Regions from separate parts of the Danio rerio genome. Here region 1 is linked to region 2. The links are chromatin contacts, called in public Micro-C maps. All regions are on one chromosome and are shown on one strand. Each heading gives the region's core, a stretch centred on a gene start, on an enhancer-like site or on the middle of the called end of the contact. The rest is flanking DNA. Distances are from core to core; before and after follow the strand shown. Region 1 holds the start of alkbh8 (alkB homolog 8, tRNA methyltransferase). Region 2 holds the start of etsrp (ETS1-related protein).

The links. A called contact is a pair of places that touch in the nucleus more often than the background predicts.
Region 1: a Micro-C map of caudal fin shows a contact between it and region 2, with 1.9 times the contacts expected there. The contact joins the promoter of alkbh8 here to the promoter of etsrp in region 2. A contact is called at or near these places in 3 of 18 Hi-C or Micro-C datasets (caudal fin and embryo).

What each region holds. Positions count from the first base shown.
Region 1 is chr16:46,595,559-46,601,514 of GRCz12tu, forward strand. It overlaps alkbh8 (alkB homolog 8, tRNA methyltransferase), which reads right to left and starts at 2,997. Exons shown (of 12, transcript XM_073926551.1): 1 at 2,846-2,997; 2 at 1,972-2,010; 3 at 827-1,061; 4 at 621-752. The coding sequence starts at 857. fbl (fibrillarin) reads right to left here. Exons shown (of 9, transcript NM_213002.1): 9 at 5,067-5,467. The coding sequence ends at 5,443.
Region 2 is chr16:46,433,653-46,439,896 of GRCz12tu, forward strand. etsrp (ETS1-related protein) reads right to left here and starts at 2,922. Exons shown (of 8, transcript NM_001037375.1): 1 at 2,869-2,922; 2 at 2,615-2,698; 3 at 1,903-2,007; 4 at 1,739-1,819; 5 at 1,461-1,658; 6 at 725-967; 7 at 257-375. The coding sequence starts at 2,696. It also overlaps a transcript of caspa not described here.

The DNA.
Region 1 (5,956 bases), core at 1,747-4,246, 160 kb after region 2:
TAACCGTTATAATCACCACGGCACCATGTCAGTAAACGCGCACATATATGTGTGTGTGTACTGCAAACGACATTTGTGTGAGACTCATCCTTTCAGAAAGGCTTGAATAAACTCCACCATAAATACATGAAATAAACTCACTTGGTTTTTTGACTAACAAGCTGTATTTCAGCTTTATCCGAGTCTGTTTCTGTCACTGATGGCTGTTTAAATGATGTAGCGAATGAGAAGCTGACACGCATGTGGGAAGAGTGGGTGGGGCATTTAAAGCCACAGGCTATAAAAACAGCTACAATTTATTCAGACACCAAAATGGGCGGATTCTGGATATAAGAAATAATCTGATGGGTATTTTGAGCTGAAACTTTACAGACACATTCTGAAGACACCAAAAGCTTATCTTACATCTTGTAAGAGGTAAAATTGGTGCCCTTTAAGAATAAGAGAGAAGTAGGGTCATTACCAGAGAAGTACAGGAATATATAATTTATAGACTAATTTAAATCATATATAAACAAGGGTGATAAATAAAAAATAATGTTATGCCAAGGAAATTTACTCGAACTTGAATTTCTTTTTCTTTTTTTTTCGAACTTGAATTAGCATTAACAATCTCTTACCAGTGACATCATCAGCGTGTGGTGTCCAATCAACAGCCTTCAGAATCTGCAGCTCCTCCTCCAAAGACACAAAATCCTCCAATACAGACAGACCAGGAGGCAAAGCACAGGACACACTCCTGTCACAGTCCACTGGAAAACAACCAGATTCATTAAACACGGAGCTCAGTAACAGTGTTTATTAAAATATGTCCCGCGTGATGCACCTTTCACAACATAGCTGAAATAAAGTGTCATGGTCTGATCCTGACACTGTAGTGTTCGTCCATTGAGAAGTGTGTATGCATTCTGGCCAGCTTCGATAGATGAATAAGACACAAACGCATAAGGTTTTGATGGAGGGGTGAGGAGAGACTCAACAGTTCCTCCTTCTTTAAGGACCTCCAGTAGAGACTCTCGGCTCACTCCATTCCCCAAACCGCCATTAGAAACCACCAGATGCTGCAATAAGAGACATGCAGAAATAGACATCACTGACTGCTCTTTGGGTTATTTAGACAAAGCAAACACACAAAAAAACACACATATATATATATATATATATATATATATATATATATATATATATATATATATATATATATATATATATATATATATATATATATATATATATATTTACTGATTTTATAGGGACAGTTTACCCAAAAATGAAAGTTATCAACATTTTACTCACGCTCTACTTTTTTTTAAAACCTATTCGAGATTGATCTTTGAGTTTGATTTTTTGATCAGTTGAAAACAAATTATTCTTTTTTTTTTATAAATTATTTTTATTATAAATTAATTTGTTATATAAATTATTTTGAAGCATGTTGGAAGCCGGTAACTATTTACACACACGAAAAGCAAATGCTATGGATGTCAATGGTTACTGATTGTCAACATTCTTCAAAATATCTTTTTTTATATTCATCAAAACAACCAGAAAAAAAACTTGTTCAGGTTTGGAACAAGTCAAAGGTGAGTAAATCTAGAAGTTTTTTCATTTTTAGGTTATTTACCCTTTAAATTTTACATTAAAATGAACAGGCAACACAATATTGTGCATACATCACAAATATGACTGATTTTATAGAGACAGTTCACAAAAAACAAAATCTGTGTTATCACCATTTACTTATCCTCTACAGCAGGGGTGCCCAAACTCAGTCTTGGAGGGCCCTGCATGGTTTACCTTACACTTTCTTCAATACATCTAACTGGAAGGTTCTAGTCTACCTGGAAACAGCTAGATTAGCTGTTTCAGGTGTGTCTAATTGGTGTTGGAGCTAAAATATGCAGGACACTAGCCCACCAGGACTGAGTTTGGGCACCCCTGCTCTACAGTTTTGAGGTTTTTTTTTTTTACCTGTTAAAATGATTTTGAAGCATGTTAGAAGCTGATAAACTTTGATAAACAAGAAAAACAAATGCGCTGGATGTCAATGGTTACTGGTTGTCAACATTCTTCAAAATATCTTCTTTTGTGTTTAACAAAAAACAACAACAAACAAATTAATACAGGTTTGAAACAAGTCAAAGTTGAGTAAATGCCCTGCTGAAAAAAACAGCATATGCTGGTAAGATATGTTTTGATGCTAGTATGCTGGTCTCAATGCTGGTTTTGCTGGTTTCAGTGCTGGTCTCAGTGCTGCTCCTGACCAGCATTGAGACCAGCAACACCAACATTGAGACCAGCAAAACCAGCATTGAGAAAAGCAAAACCAGCATTGAGACCAGCAAAACCAGCATTGAGACCAGCAAAACTAGCATTGAGACCAGCAAAACTAGCATTAAAACCAGCATTGAGACCAGCAAAACTAGCATTGAGACCAGCAAAACTAGCATTAAAACCAGCATTGAGACCAGCAAAACCAACATTAAGACCAGGAAAACCAGCATTGAAACAAGCAAGACCAGCATCAACACATACTTTACCACATGCCGTTTTTTTCAGCAGGGTGTAGAACTTTTTTTGTTTTCAGGTGAACTAAGTTAACCCTTTCAATTTTACATTACATTTAAAACAGTTTACCATGGACTGCACTACATTCGTTTAAAATGATCTGTGGATTTAATAGCAAAAAGACTTTTATTTTCAGCATATATATTAGCATTAATTATATACAATGAATGACACATTACACTATGACAGATGTCTATGGTACTGTTCATTAAACCTCTGCAACGCTCGGACTAAATCCTTCTGGGTGACAATACACCAAAATAAGCTTCATAAGTACCTTTGTGGGGTGTGATACTGTGGTTATGTCCTCGTGCTTCAGTAATGTGTGACTGGCTTTAATCTGCCTTCGGAGTAGTTTTTTCTCCTCTTTCGTTCTTCGGACACTTCTCGAGCTCTCCATGCTGCTCTCAATAGTGCAACAGCATAACTGATCCGCCGTGGCCCGTGAACACAAACTGCAAGATTGGTTCCTAGTATCCGAATAATTATTGATTTTGTATCTTATTTTAGTAAAGTATGCTTACAACGTGCAAAGTCATGTGTAGTACATTTGGACATATAATTCATGTCTGTAAATATCATCCGATTATATTTCCGAAAGCACATTGAACATTCATTTAAAAAACTTTACATAATTATATCACAGAAACACGTGCAAAGTCATGCTAGAAACCGGCTGGTAATGTGCTGAGTTTTGAAAATATGTTACTAACATTCTATTTCCATGCCAGAAAATAAAATATTAGCAACATTTAAACCACAATAACAGGTGGTATAAATGAAAACTGGAGAATTAATGCTAGCAACATGTTAGCCATGTGCTAGAATTGTGGCAAAACATAATTCAGCTATCAAGTGAAGGCATTTTAGATCTAGAACTCATGCTAGAAATGTAATATATCATGCTAGTAACATGCTAAACGTGGAAACAGACGTAAAATGTTACGTTAGTTGTATTACATGACATGAAAAATGCTAGCAACTTTCTAGAAACATGACATCTAATGGTAATTTATTTTCCATGCTAAAACATACTGTGTACTAAACATAAATAGCAGCAACATAGTAGTAAGAGACACATTTTTTACATTTTCGTCACATTAAAACAACCAGAAACATGTTAAATACCCGAAACAGGTTAGCCTACGGTTACAATATATTATCATGTTAACAATATGTTAGTTCTGCAAAAAACATTTTAGAACCTTGGTAATACAATAAGCACTTTTTTTGTCATACATTAATAGATCAGCCAATTATTTATGTAAATCCTTTAAATCAATAGTATCTGGATGCAGCCTTTATGATGCAAGCTGAGATTGCATCACTCAGCGATGCTATGTCAGACACAATGAACTCAATGGAGTGAGTGACGTCACTGTGACGGGTAGGGTTAATTGAGCGCTTTAAAAAGCATTGCATGCAGCTCAGATTGCACTGCACCAGATCTGCATCTAGACCCCTCTCCTTTAAATTGGAACACTCAATGACTATCTTGATGGCATGGCTACCAAGATGGGCCTTTTTAGTATGTGGACAATTATTTGGCATTTGACTAAAAGTGTTGATGACATGAAGCCTGATTTTAGATATATGAAAAACAATCTAAACCAAGTTAAAAGTTCAATTAAAATTGTTTAAATTGCTTGCCTCTACTTTTAAAGATCTGAACTTTTAATTTAGATTACTAGCAGCTACTTTAAATGAGAAGACACTTGAAAAAAATAATGTTTAATTTAGTTTGTGTACTAGTATGTTTACTTATCAGATGATCAAGCAGGGAGAAATCTAAATTCACTTGTATAAACCAGCACACAAGCAAAGCCCATTTTCAATAGATGATATTGGCTTGATAAAATTGATCAACCCTTTAAGAGACTTCCGAAAACACATCTGCAGAATAATACCACAAGTTCATTCGAGGCATGCATGCAAGTCTAAACCCATGGACACTTCAGTGCAGTAATGAGATAAAGGTTTTTTGAGCCCCTTTACTGGGATTAAAATCATTCTAGTCTGAATGTAAATGCAATTATGAATCGACATTGAAATTGTCAGCCAGCATTAAAGCAAAAATGAAATTTCACTCGCACTCAAGTAATTACATTCATTTTTCTGTTTAACACAAAAGGATATTTTCTAAAAGATGTTTGTCATTGGGTAACCATTGACTTGCACAGAAGGAAAAACAAACACTGTGGAAGACAATGTTTACAGGTTTTCATGATTTCTTAAAATATCTTGTGTTCCGCAAAAAAAACTCAGACTGTTGAGACAAGTGAAGGGTGAGTAACTGATGACAGAATGTTCAGTTTTGGTTGAACTACCCTTTTAAGGATTTATGCCGTAATGATTAATGGAATCTGCAATTCAAACATTAATGAATATGACTAATTGATTCAGCAAAAAAAGAAATCTGACTGAACATCACAAAGTTCTGTCTTTTTGAAAATCTACCTCAGCATGTGAGAAATGTAAAAACACAAACCACAGCCATATCAGATAAAAATGTTTTACTAAAAATATTTAAAGAAACAATAACAAAGGTATGCTTCTGAAAACTGTTGATCTAGTTAATCGAGATTCCAATAATTCTGACAAGCAAAACTCAAAATTCATCTCTCGGTACTGTATATTACACAGAGGATAATCATACAAAGAAAAAACAAAACAGAAAAACCCGGGAGCTGTGTTACTCTCCATAAAGAATATATTGCAGCGGGATGCACTCCCGTCCCAATGGATGCAGGAAAATGGTTCAGTTATATCAGTCTTTTGTCATCTGCAAACTGTGGGTCCATCTAGTGGCTGAAGCAAGAATTTCAGGAGCGAAGAAGGATGCGAACAAGAGATGAAAGTTTTCACAATAAATCCTTATTTCTTCCCCTTGGGTGGTGGTCTGCAAAGAGGATGGGAAACAATACTGTATAAATAAAATATGTATAAATAAAACAAACATTGTAGGTAAATTCAAGTCCTATCCAGACAAAGATGTTTCTGAAAGTTCCTGCAATGTTCCAGTCAAAAATATTTATATATTTATGCTTTTGTTTCATTAACAGCTGTGCTTCATTTGTGCTGAACAAGTTTTTGTGGTTTGGACTGGATGTTTATATGTGCACCAATAATCAGACTTACAGTAAGTTCATATCTCAGTCTCTTCACATTCCAATAGTAATGATTAAAGTAAATTATCTAAATTTATATGTATTTTTATATTCTGGGTAAGGCATAAAACAAAGCAAAAAGTGTTAATCCAATTAAATATTGTCGGGCCAACAATTCCCATAATTCTGATAAGTAGCCCAAACTGTCTGTCAGCAAATGTAGATTTGTAGCTCTGGTGACGCAGAGCTGCCACTGTTCATGTGCACGAGACAAACACAGT
Region 2 (6,244 bases), core at 1,672-4,171:
CAACAATGAAGATCAATTGCTCTCACACTATTTGTACAAGATTAAGAGTTGTTCTTCATTTTTGCTGTCACACTACAGGACTTTTTTTAGTACAGTTCAAAATAAATAAATAAAACGTGAAAGAAATTATACATTTTATATTTATGGTTATATTTTCTCAAAAAAAAAAAAAAAATCAAGACTTCAAACTAATTTTTACTATCTATTTGTCCACTACCCAAGTGTTGTTGAGTTTTAAATGCTTTAGGAATCTTACCTCAGCGGGATCTGACATTTTAAACTCCCAGCCATCACCAGTCCAACTTATAAAAGTGTGGCAAGCAGAATCCAGCAGGAGTTCTAGCAGAAACTGCCAGAGCTGGATGGGTCCAGATCCTGATGGACATCAAACAGCATTGAGACAAATAAATAAACAAACAAATAAATAAACAACTAAATAAATAAATTGATAAATAGCTAAATAAATAAATAATCTAATAGATTGATAGATGGATGGACGGATGGATGGATAGATAGATAGATAAACAGATAAATAAACAAATAAATAAACAACTAAATAAATAAATTGATAAATAGCTAAATAAATAAATAATCTAATAGATTGATAGATGGATGGACGGATGGATGGATAGATAGATAGATAAACAGATAATTAAATAAATAAATAAATAAATATATCTCACTCTCTGTTATAAAAGCGCTTCTGTAACAGACAGAGGCTCACCTGGGTAGGCGGACATTGGCGTGATCTCGCCCTCTCTGTCTGATCTTTGAGGAGGAGCGCTGCGTCTTTTGACCACGCGGGGGCAGAAGTGCTCAGCGGACTGACTGACCGGAGGGGATGAGGAGGATGCAGGCTGGCTAAGCGGCATGGAGCTGCAGTAACCGGGTGAGGGGTAGTCGGACCAATATGAAGACCTGCTTTGCTGCTCTGCTTCATACAAACCATATGTCCTGTCTGATTCACCTGCAACACCAAAAACACAAGTTAATATTTCAATGACTAGATTTAAGCGCATTAAAATAAATAAAATCAATTACATAATAATAATTAAATAATAAAAAATTAAATTAATAAATAAAATTTGAATCTATTGCATTATTGTATTAACTAAACACAAATTTAACAAAATATATTATCATACAGAATATTTAATAGGTAAAAAATCATAAAAAAACAAATCAAATAGTAATCTATAATACTGATAATATAATAAAGCGTGTATATACACACAAACACACTGATTCTATGTGTATGCATGGCATTTTTATTACTTTTAGTTATTTCAGTACATCAAATAAACTGAATAAATAATATATAAAAAATAGTTGAGTAAACAATTAAATTTGGTTTTAAAATTTGGCATTTATTTTAAGTTAGAAAAGGTTGTTTTAGCCAGAATATCTCTGGTGTGCATATAAATCCAGTAAATAAATTAAGTATCTGTCAAATTGCATACCCAAATGGTCAAGGCTGGCGGTCCCGGATGCTCCTCTGTGACTTGGGCCTTTCCCAGGTTGGTAATGGCTGCTGGTGTCCATTGTGGGACTGAATGTACTGCTTTGTGCTGGAGTGCAGAGAGGGACGAGGTTCTGGTAGGTTTGAGTTGATTCCTGAAAGCCAACCTGCTGTCTGTCTGCAACCATTCCTTCTGGAACTTAAGGGGGAGATAAAGGACATCATATAAGGCCAGGTCACTTTTATACACATTCACAGATATAGTCATGTGATACTTACTATTAGTGTATGCTGCCCAGTTGCTGAACTCAGGGAAAGAGTCCAGATTGAACAGCCCAGAGTCGACTGTGAGAACATGACCTATTGAGCAAACAGATATAATGCTTTCACTAATTGTTTGCATTATGATTATATGATAAATATGAATGTTGTGAGATGCTCACCTTTGTGCAACAGCTCCTTCTGAGGCTCGGAGTAGTTTTCGGCATACTGCTGTTGGACGGGTCCTTTGCTGTCTAATAAAAAGGACAGGTCTTCACCACTGCAGTCTGGAGGTACATTATCAAAGATGTGGAATGAATGAGAGTCAGGCCAAATGATGTATTAATGGATGCATAAAGCTTTCTACGCCTGGCCTGAAGTGTGTTAGGAGTAGAGGAAGCACTAGTAAAGGCTCTGTGACAGAGTGATGAAGAAGGGTGTAGGAGAGGGGGTGCTAAATCTGTTTGAGGAGGAAGTCTGGAGGAAAGGATTAGGAAGAGAGGGAGGGAGCAGAAAAACGGGTGTATCTTTAACCCGACCACCCCTCTTTTTTTTTCGACATCCCATTCCTAAATCTCAGTGCATGCATTGCCTGACATCCCCTTTTCCTGATGAGCTTTGAATTAGTGCACACAAACAAGATGTCAAGGTCTGATTTTTAGGGTTCTGACAGGGGTGTTGCAATTCTGCTGTTTGCAGCTCAAGGACAGCGGAAATGTTTTGCACTGACATTCAGGAAACCAGGCTGGAGAAATACTAAATCCCACAAAATCTGACTGATTTTTTCCCCTCATCAGGGCAAATTGAATGTGATCTTTGCAAATGAAGTGCTATAATTTATATATTAAGAACGAAGCAACTGAAGTTTTAAAATATGTTGAAATAAGATATTACCATATGAACTGAAGTCGAAACCAGCAGGAACCTCCTGAGTTCTGAAGTCTTCTGTGTAAAATCCAGATTGGTACATTTCCATATCTAAAAAGAAAACATTATATTATTAAACTAACATAGATACATCTTAATCCAAAAATAGTTCAAATCAAATCCAATTTATAGAAATATCAAAACAGAGATCTAAATACATCAACAAAAAGTCATTCTGATTACATTAATTTCAAACAGTCGAATAAATAGAAAAGTCTTACCTTAAAGTTTTCACTGAGTCCTTATTTCACTATATCAGGGGTTTTGACAGTGCCTCAGCTCTGCTTTTCAGCTCTGTTGACTGTCTGTGCTGGACTGAGGACCGTTATAAAGAGGCCGCGCGCGCTGGGGCGTGTCCGCGCGTCTTCTGAAGGAATGCGTCGTGACTGCGCTTCCCCTCCTTTTACTCCTCGTGACGTCAGACAGGAGTCACGACCACAGATTTGTTACCCTTTCATTCACAGAAAAGGTGAGGGGAGTAAAAAAACATCCCAGCACAGATTTGACAGACACGTTCTCTATTTTCTTTTCTTAACACAAGACGATGTGTACGTGTTAATTCGACCCCATATGTTTTCAGCAAATAATAGAGTCCTTTCAATTTTGACTAGTAAATCGTGATCATTTTCTCCTGACGATAGTTGAAAAATTCATCCTCGTGACAATAAAGTCTGAAAACAATATTAGACAATGTGTTCAAAACTGTTCTTTGAGACAAGAAACTACGAATGACCTGGGCTAAATAAAATTAACATGATCCGATAGGACAACAGGATGTAGCCTATATTTGTGCCAAAAATGTTATATCTAAACCCGTTTTTGTGATCAGAAATCATGAAAAGCCAGGTCAAAACTGACACAAACCAGACTGGGCAAATGACAGACTATGTATCTGTTTTTTTTTTTTTTTTACTTATTTGTCTCACAGACACAATAATAATAAAAAAAAACAATTTAAAAGACTGATGTGCATCAGGACAAACTCTAAACGTTTTGTTTACATTAATAAATATATAATTTATTTATTGTTACTATTGGCCAAAGTGTTTCAAACTCAACGTTTCTTATAGGTTTCTTATAGTTTCTAAACATTAATTATATCTCTATATGGCGTTTTATTAAGTTACTATAGTCACATAACAACGATATCAATAATAGGCCTAAAGAAATACCGCTATTGTTAGTATAATGATGATATGACTTGCTCAATTAATTTTTTGATATATTCGCATCGATGATTCTACACTGTAAACAAATCCTGGTCGCCCCAGTTTAAGCTGAATCAAATTAACCTCATGATTTTTTCAAATATTTAATTACCCCAATACTAGTGTTTCAAACTCAGAGTTTCTTATAGACAATTTTCAAGGATGTAAACAATACCAATGGTCCCAACCAATTTCCTGTTTTACATTTTTAATTTCTATAGCTTCAGAGAATCCAAAAAGGTCCACATATTGATAAATAATGTTGTGGCAGCTGTTTTAACATAACATATGTTAAATATGAATTGTCTCTTGTTAGTTATGAAATAGCTTGACACTCGTGGGTTGATGTTCATGGGTTTTAACAACGATATTAATTATAGGCCGTAAGAAATACGAACATTGTTAATATAATGATGGTATGACAAGCTCGATTAACTTAAATAAACTCGCATCGATGATTCCACATTGTAAAAATACTGGTTGCCTTAGTTTTTAAAGCTGAATCAACTAACCGTATGAGTCATTTCAACTTGCATTATATTATACTGACTTATTTTTATTAGTTACGCAAGTTGATTTCAGTTAGAAGATGGTTAACTTGTTGTTTAATAAGTTACAATTAGCTAAACACAAAAACCTGCAACCATTACTTTTCATTCCACAAATTTGGTTCTTTGTATTGTAAAAAATGTTATAAAGTCTAGAGATTATAAAAATGTTCTTCACATTCATCTTCACACTCACACAAATGTTCTTTGGTTTAAATGGGTTCATATGGCATCACTGAAAACACCATTTTGGTTTCTCCCTGGCAGTTTTTTTTAACAATGCACTCAATTTTTAGTTATATTATATTAATAGCAACGTTTTTTATGCTTGATGACTTGCTTGTTGTCAGGCTTTAAAATTAAATGTGTGAGATTATAAATAATAGGTTTGAACTGCCTGAAGTCCAAAGTAGCATATTGCCTAATAGTTTGCGCTAAAAATGAAAAGTGATGATAGGCTGAACCTAAGTTATCATTTAAGTAGCCTTAAATGATAATTTGACAGACCCATTTAAGTACATTCTAATGAAATAAAGAAATGAGAAAATGTGACTGGAAGTTAGAAACAAGATCAATCAGAACAAGTAACTTTAGCTTTAATTAGGCGTTCGTATCTTTAAAAGCCATTCAAGAGAACAATGGCCTGTAAAATTCCGAGTCGAGGAGGCCTGAAATCACGGCGTGAGTGCTTTGGACAGATAAGACCAACCCAAGGGCCTTGTATAAACAAACACCTCAGGCCATTTTCCTCAGGCGCGCAGAAAAAATACATCTGGAAAAGTAAGTTGCCAAACTGTGCGAGGCTTGAGTCGTGATTGAAGGAGTCTGCTTACTGAAGAGGATACAATCAGTGTCAAATTCCCATGGCACCTCCACACGCGCACGCCCATGTCTACAGATTTAACGCGTCTGAAAGATGTTATATACAGAAATACTTATATTTAAAAATACGTTTATGCATTTTAGCATCCATTTGAGCTTTTTAAAATAGGCCTAGTTTATGTTTAAATTAAGGATCTCAGTATTTTAGTGATCAGCTTTTCTTTCACAATTGTTTTCTTGTGATCTGCCAGCAAGCTTTTCTGGTTCTAAAAAGATGTCTAGTAGACGTTTAAACATATTTGTCTAGGCTAAAACAAGACTAAACTGGGGCTGTCAGCGAAAACCTAATAAACGTCTAAGAATAGGCCAAAACTAGACTATCAAATAGCCTAAACAGAAATTAATGACTACCCTACACATATAAAGTCTGTCCAATCATCTATTTAACGACTAGTCTCGTTTTGAGCTATTCTTAGACGTTTTTCACTAACTGAAAGTTTAGCTTTGTTTTAGCCAAGCTGTTTAGATTAGACGTATATTAAACACATTTTTTTGTTGCTGGGCCATGTCTATAAATTTAAATGTAAATAAAATAATTTCACACTTTACAATTTTCATTAGTTAATGTAACGTACCTACACTGAAAAAAAATATTCAGAGATGATTCCTTAGATTTACTCAATTTTTTTACATTAACTGGTTGTAAACTATTTATTTGTGTTGAATTTAAACAAACAAATTAAGTTTAAGATTATTAAACTTAATTTACTTGTTTAAATTCAACACAAAAAAAATTGTTTGCAGCAGTTTTGCATGCAACACTTTTTTCAGTGTAATGATCAATACTTTTACAGCATTTATTAATAACCACGACTATTAAAATACAAATTAAATACATTAATGAGTGAACATGGACTATCAATGAACATCATTAACAAACAATGAATAAATACTGCAATAAATCTATTGATTATTGTTTGCTCACGTCAGTACATAAACTAACACGTTCGCGTCAGTAC